2 separate regions of the Lactuca sativa genome follow, and region 2 is linked to region 1. A link is a contact called in public Hi-C data. All regions are on one chromosome and are shown on one strand. The core of a region is the stretch at or near the end of the contact, and the rest is flanking DNA. Distances in the headings are between cores, read along the strand shown. Region 1 holds the start of LOC111917114 (LYR motif-containing protein At3g19508). Region 2 holds the start of LOC111920549.

The links. A called contact is a pair of places that touch in the nucleus more often than the background predicts.
Region 2: a contact with region 1 is called in a Hi-C map of leaf, with 7 times the contacts expected there. The contact joins the promoter of LOC111920549 here to the promoter of LOC111917114 in region 1. A contact is called at or near these places in 2 of 4 Hi-C or Micro-C datasets (both in leaf).

What each region holds. Positions count from the first base shown.
Region 1 is chr9:204,460,687-204,464,430 of Lsat_Salinas_v11, forward strand. LOC111917114 (LYR motif-containing protein At3g19508) reads right to left here and starts at 1,298. Exons shown (of 2, transcript XM_023912773.3): 1 at 1,026-1,298; 2 at 672-943. The coding sequence starts at 1,220. The coding sequence ends at 887.
Region 2 is chr9:204,647,725-204,651,445 of Lsat_Salinas_v11, forward strand. It overlaps LOC111920549, which reads left to right and starts at 1,597. Exons shown (of 4, transcript XR_002859925.3): 1 at 1,597-1,842; 2 at 1,929-2,072; 3 at 2,322-2,391; 4 at 2,798-3,018. It overlaps LOC111920548 (alpha-L-fucosidase 2), which reads left to right. Exons shown (of 10, transcript XM_023916128.3): 8 at 1-127; 9 at 362-557; 10 at 855-1,341. The coding sequence ends at 1,188.

The sequences.
Region 1 (3,744 bases), core at 48-2,547:
ACTATTATGCTTCTTTTTGTGAGTCATCACATGGAAAAACATGGTTATTCTAGGATAAAAACAACAATAAGTGACATTTCGAGTCCAACTAAAATATCCATCAATAAGTGACACTTGGATAGACGTCACACAAAGACTTCAATTATCGTGACTCTTGTTGGTTGACTCTGATCTTCAAAATTATAGTTTCCATATCCAATTTCTATATTAATTTGTATAGATACATGGGAAATAAAATTACAACATACAAGGAAATTTTTAAGCAACACATAGGTCACACAAAGGTACAACCCTCACAATCAAATAATCCAACAAATAAACATCATAAAAATGTCTTATTAAGAAAATTTGTTACCAGATCAATAAATAAAAGTATCATAACAATTAAGAAAATAATGTTGCACCACTTATTAAAAGTCTTGGAATATTATAAAGCAACATTTTCTGAAGTGTTGCAACAAACAAATGTTGCACCAAAACTGTGCAACACTTCAAAAAATTAGTGTTGAATCATAACAGTTCAACCCTTCTAAAACTAGTGTTGCATCAAAAGTGTTATAGTCGAACTTATTTTTATTTATAAAATTTGTAAGAAAATCTTGAGCGTCACTTTTAGAAGTGTTGCAACTCCAAATTTAGCCATGATGTGTTGAGACCATGTAACATGAGACTTGTCTGCAATTGATCATCTTTCTTTGAGTATCATATGTTACAGTATTATAACAAAAGACCAAATAATTATGACAGCAATTGTCTTGTAGTCAAATCCTACGTACTACGGAGTAATACATTAGAGAAAATATAGCATAATCAATCATATAACAGGAGTTTAAGAAATAGCCTCTCTGCGGCATTTTATCAAACGGTTGGTGTACAACAAAGCACATCAAGCCCCACCACATATCTCCTTCAGTTTACTCGCTGCCGCCTGATCGACTGAATACTGAAACAATTTCCAGAAACCAAAGACGTATTTAACATGATCAATGTTGTGAAAAGATCATGGGATATGAACCAAAACTGACCTTATTAAGAACCCAGAGAGAGTGATTGTAAGCGCGAAGGAAGAGCTCGTCGAGAGCTGTGTCATCGTTGGCATCCACCTCTCTATAATTGACGAAATTTTCTCGGGCGTATTTGGCGTAGTAAGGCCTGGAATCCGCCGGAAGACGTCTCACCAGCCGGAGGACTTCCCCGTAAATTCGTAGGGCTCTCTGCATCTCAGATCCGGCTGCAAGCTGTCGAACAAATGTCGGGTTTTCTTTTCGGGTACATTAGCTTGAATCGAACTTTGGCTGAACTTTGGATTGGGCCTGAACACTAATCCAAGTCCACCGTGGTAAGTTCGTTAGTAAAGAATCCATAGATACATACATGTTGATGTATGACAAGTTAACTAATAAGATTTCATTAGCACGTCATCAAATTAAACTAATAATTGTGTTAAAAAAGGAGATGAGAAAAAGACATGAATAATCATGGAAAAATAATAATCTTTAACTATTAATTATTATATACAAAAAGTAAATGAGATACCTGATATTGGATGCTACAATACCGAAGAACCATGAGAGAAATTGGGCAAAACCCATATCGATTGACCCATCTTCTGTAAGGACAAGCTTACAAACAGCCAAAAACCCTAATCATGCCCCCAAAAGAACAATGATAGGTAGTAGGAATACTACTACCTATAAAAAAAAGTTGCAATTTTTTTTATCAATTTATACAAACAATTTTGTAAAATAATGGGATATGTGATATTAGCTAAGTTAAAATTACATACAAGATTGTATAAGAGAATGTTAACCAATAGGTTTCTGCCTTTCACTTTCATCTTCTTGTTTCTATATAGCTGGATACATTGTCATCGGAGTTTCAAAATAAGCTGACTCCATAGGAAATGGTTGTTGAACTTGATGATGACCTGGTATAAACAAATGTTGTGGTTGTTGCTGAATTGGTGGGATTTGATACTACTACATCCATTGTGCTTGTTGCGGATTGATATTTTGTTGGGGCACTGCAATTGATTCAATTCCTACAATAGAAACCATATTTTTATCATTTTAAAAGCGCCTTAACACATTAATAAATAACAAAAGAATGGTGTTTTGGGCCGAAGGGTAGAACGGGAAAAGTCATAGGCTGGTTCTTGCATGACATATGGATTGTTGTTCGAGAAGTTTTTAGTCCAAGATATTTATATAATATTATAGAGCTCTTCAATACCTTTCGGTAGATATAAAGAACGTCGAAAATGGAGTTCGAACGAAGAAGTTACGACCCTTTGAAGTTAGGACAGTTTTTGGGTTAGCCGCGTACACCGGGCATACAGGGAATACGTTGGGCGTACTAGGTCATTCCTAGTACGTTGGGCGTAAGGAATCAGTGACTAAACCCTATTTTCATGGTTTTAACCCTATTTAAGCTCCTTAACTTCCTCAATTTCATTCCATTCTCTGCCTCCACCTCTCCAACACCCTCTCTTGAAACCCTAACCCTAGATTGAGCCTTGTGAGCAAAAAAAGGTTTTTTAGGTGCTTTGGAGTATTCTTGGTGCACCTTGGAGAAGAAGGAACTCATTGAAGAAGTGTTGGTTGCATTGGAGCTTGTAGATCCAGACTTTGTCCACCTTGATCTTTCTTCTAGAGGTATAAAGTTTGAATCTTGATAATGAAATTGTTAGATCTTGCTAGGTTTGTGTCACACCCTCAAACCTGAACGGCGGAAACGTTCGAGGGTGGATGACTTCATGTGTAGTATCACAACAATGCATAATAGTAATCATAGTACAACATCCATTATATTTATAAAATATAACTTTACATCTGTGTTCAAATCATTGTATATTTGACACCAAAAAGTAATATTAACAGACATAATTATATGAAAATCGATCTTCCTCAAAAACTTACGAGTACCTGTTTATTGATTTCCTGAAAATACAAGTAGTTTTGAAAAAAGTGTCAACAATTAAGTTGGTGAGTTTATAAGTATGTTGTAAAAGAAATCAGTCATTTGTTCTCGGAAAATGTAAATATGTTCACCCAGAAAATCCTATATTTTCTATTGTATATGTATTTGTGTTCTTAAATAGTATAATATAGTTTTAAATTCCTATAAAACTATGAAAAAGTATGTTTTCTCTGTACTAGAATAGTATTCTGTATTAGTTATTATATAAAAACTTGTGAATTTTTAATTATTGTATTATAGTTTTAATTTATTAAAACTATGCGAAGTTGTTTACTTATTCTTACACTAAACATATTAATCAATACCAAATTGTGAGTTATCATAACCATACATGATGACCTTAGATGACCTGAAACATGACGCTCTTCAGGCGTCGAAATTTTGGTACGACAATTGTTATCCCAAGCCTACCGGCTTAACTATAGCTAACAGTTGGGGTGTGGGATTGTCAGTCCCGTATAGATCTATACACAAGTGTCATGCTCTCCCTCCAGGAGACTCTGGTTATAATTTTCAGGACTTTTGTTTTATACTTAAAATAAGTACTTGAAGCGTATCTCACAAATGCTATATTGATAGTTACGTGTAGAATATTGGAAAATATCTTTGTAATAGATATATAGTAAATATCTCATAAATTATATTTAATATAATTTATATGGTTATTTTCATAAGTTCCTCTAAATATAGAAAGCAATATGTAGTTCCATAAAGTGAATTGATAAATATGCATGACTCATAAATTATATCTATTATAATTTATAT
Region 2 (3,721 bases), core at 347-2,846, 190 kb after region 1:
TTTGAAGATCCAGAAGTGCATCATCGCCATGTGTCACATCTATATGGACTTTTTCCTGGGCACACAATAACTGTTGAGAAAACTCCGGATCTTTGTAAAGCTGCAGACTATACTCTTGTCAAGAGAGGTAATTTTGACTTTTGGAAGTCAAACAATGTACTTTTCAAAGTAAAAATTTGACATGAATATCTCAACTATAAAATCCTAATATGATTGTATTTGTAGCCTATATCATAGAGTTTAGTTTAGATTTCAACTTTATTCTGAATGTCAAAAATATTTTGTATATATTTAGAAGTCAATAGTAGTCCTTTTGACCTCAAAAGTCAAAGTTTAAAAAAAAAATGGTCTTGTGTGACAGGCGAGGAGGGTCCCGGATGGTCAACTACATGGAAAGCAGCTTTGTGGGCCCGGCTTCACAACAGCGAACATGCATACCGAATGGTCAAACACTTGTTTGACTTGGTTGACCCTGATCATGAAAGTGATTATGAAGGAGGGCTTTATAGTAATTTGTTCACAGCCCACCCCCCTTTCCAAATTGATGCCAATTTCGGGTAAGCACAATCTGAATTTACATTTTACACCCTTCTTTGTTCCACCCACCTTAAAGTTTATGAATATCATAAAACTTGTTTTTTTGGAATATAAGGGTAAAATGGTCATTTACTCTCATTCAGACGGTTTATTCAATCTAAAAAAGAAACAACAAATCTTATGTATACAACATTTTGTCCTGATAGACATACATCATTACCCATTTAGCGACTTTATCCATACACAGATAGGAAGTAGGAACTCATTGTTGATATCTAGTCTATGTAAAAAGACGTAAATGCCCTTGTTGGTGTTAGATTTTGTGCAGCGATAGCTGAGATGCTTGTTCAGAGCACGATGAAGGATTTGTACTTGCTTCCTGCACTTCCTAGAGACAAATGGTCAAAGGGTTCGGTCAAAGGGTTGAAAGCACGTGGGAATGTAACAGTTAGTATCTCATGGAAGGAAGGTGATCTTCATCAATTTGGTATTTGGTTATCCAAAAGCAACAAATTAGAAGGTTTAAAGAATCAGAATTGTACAAAAAGAGTGCATTATGGAGGAAGTACAATCATGGCTAAAATGACATTTGGGAAAGTATACACGTTTGATAAGAAGCTAAGATGCATAAAGACAACATCTTTGTTTTGATTCATTTAATCTTTAGTTTTTTTGAATTTGTACTCGATTACTTGGCCACGTGTAATAACATTTTGATGAGGTTTTTGTATTCTTCCTCGTATGATATGGGATGTAAGAGATTTCATTTAATTTAATAAAATAAATTACGTATTTGTCTTATAATATTGAATCATTATCTTTATGTCATTTTATATTTTTCATGTAATGACATTTTACATTTCTTAGTGGTTTTATCAAAACGACATTTTTCATTTATCAGCTAATTTTTCAAACAAAATGTCATCGAAAACCATAACTAGAGATTTTTGAAGAAAGAAAAAAAGACAAAAAATTAAAGTTAGGGTCTATATTGATAAAAAACAATACCGTAGGGATGACTTTTGTAATTTACTCAAAATATGTATTCTCTAGTCTCTACTAATTTAGGTAAGCGAAAAGGAGAAAGAGAAACCCTACGAATCGTGAAGCTAAAACCCTTGTGGCATTCGCAAGATCTCTTCGTGTGATTCTCAGAGAAATGGCATGGCGTGGTTCGATCTCCAGGACATTGATGTCCGCCACAAGAAATTCATCTTTCCGCTCTACTCCGCCGCCCCTCCCTCGCCTCCGTCCTCCTCAGGTTTCCGCTCCCCGCGTCCACTCCAGCCGCCTCCGTAACCCTAGGTATTTCCTTAACCCAATTTCTTAAATCTCGTATATCTCTTCTCTCAGTGTTGTCATTTCTCAATTCGATTTAATTTTTGTTGTAGGACCTTGGGAGAATTAGGATGTGCTCAATCTCTGATGCCGATGGTTGCCGGAGCTCGGCTGACGTCTCACCTCACTGTCAATGTGCGCGCGTTCTGCGAGCTGTCTCATGGTACCTTCTGCCGCTCTTGTCAGGATCGCTAGTAGTGAGTTTTTTGCTGTTTCTAGGACACGCATCAAACACTTATCATCATCTTCTTCTTCACTCAAATTTGCCTGAATGAAATCACTATTCCCAATTTTGAAATCAGTCTTTCTTCATTAGTTTATAGGCATATAGGTAAATTAGCTGTCTGATTCTTGCTGTTAGACTGCTTGAGTAATGTGTGTTTTCAAATTTAAATTCTTTTTAACATAAGAAACAATGGGATTGGGATTTGTTTGATTATTGGTAGGATTGAATGGAAAAGATGGGTGATTTCAAGCAATTTCAAGCATCAAAAGGCACTACAGACATACAACATTGTAGGTTTCTCATTTTTTTTGTTACCTTTTAATCTTTTCTGTAACTTCATAACACAACTTTCCAACAAAGACAGAATCTTTATAACTTATAACAGATGTTAGATCAACTTGGGAAGAAACCAATGTTTTAAGTAGCAGTTTTATTTGAAATTTGAAGTTTTGAGCCTTGTTTTTGTACAACTTTCCAAATAAGTTTGAATCTTGTTTGTGATTTTTATAAATATCTGCATTTTTTTTTATCTGGTTAACTTCAAAGAATGGTGCATTAATGCTATATGCTTTTTGGTATCTAGCATGCTTATTGAGTTTTCTTTGATTATTAGAAGTTGAAAACCATAGTTTTTTATATGATATTGAAATGCTTTTTTCAAACATAAAAACTGGTTTGGAAATTTTTCTGATGCAGGTACTTGAGTGGTGATTGGTTAAGCAAAGCTTTTTAAGAGGCATTGATAGTAAGTGGATTCATTGGATGGAGCAGTTTTTGTGTTTGGAATTGGAACATTTAATAAGATTTAGATGTTTTTACATCTTTTTTCACCCTTTGGGCAACCTAAGGATTGGTTTTTTTGAGACATTTCATGTATATTATTTTAGTTAATGTTCATTTATATTTGGATTTTTAAACCATGTTTCTTAGTTGTTTTATGTTTGCAATTGTATTGTTTATGATTGAAGGATTTGATCAAATTTATATTCATATACTCAAAGGCACTTACCACATCCATTTTCACGTGATCATGAATGAGAATGAGATTAGAGTTTGTAACCTCACGGCTAAAGTCTTGATACAACACCAATGTCCAAAGTTTTAGAAATTAAAATTAGGGTTTTCTTTTTTAGACATAATACAATATTATAAGTGAAAATTAATATTTAATGAAATATAGAATAAGAATGTATATTATATTTAAACGTGTCAACGGGTTGAAAATTCCAACCCAACATATTTACTTAAATGAATTAAACGAGTTGAACTATTTATATAAATGATTCGAAAATATCGTATCAACCCAACCCACCGATGCCAAGCTCCTTATAAGGTAGTTGGGATATAAAAAGGGTTTGAAAGAGTTTGCTCTTCCCGATAACATGACATGTATGGCCGAGTAGTGTAGGTACGTTATCTTTTTATTTTCTTTGTATTTTTCTTGCAATATTTACATTTATACATTTGTCTCATATCTATTTAATTTTTATTGCTACTTTCACTTATATCCCCATCCTATATTATTTATCATTGTGGCTTGTTCTTATATGTAGGAGGTCATCTTTAACGCAACGCAGTCTTTCCATCTTTGGGTGAATGTTGCATACATCTTACCTTCCA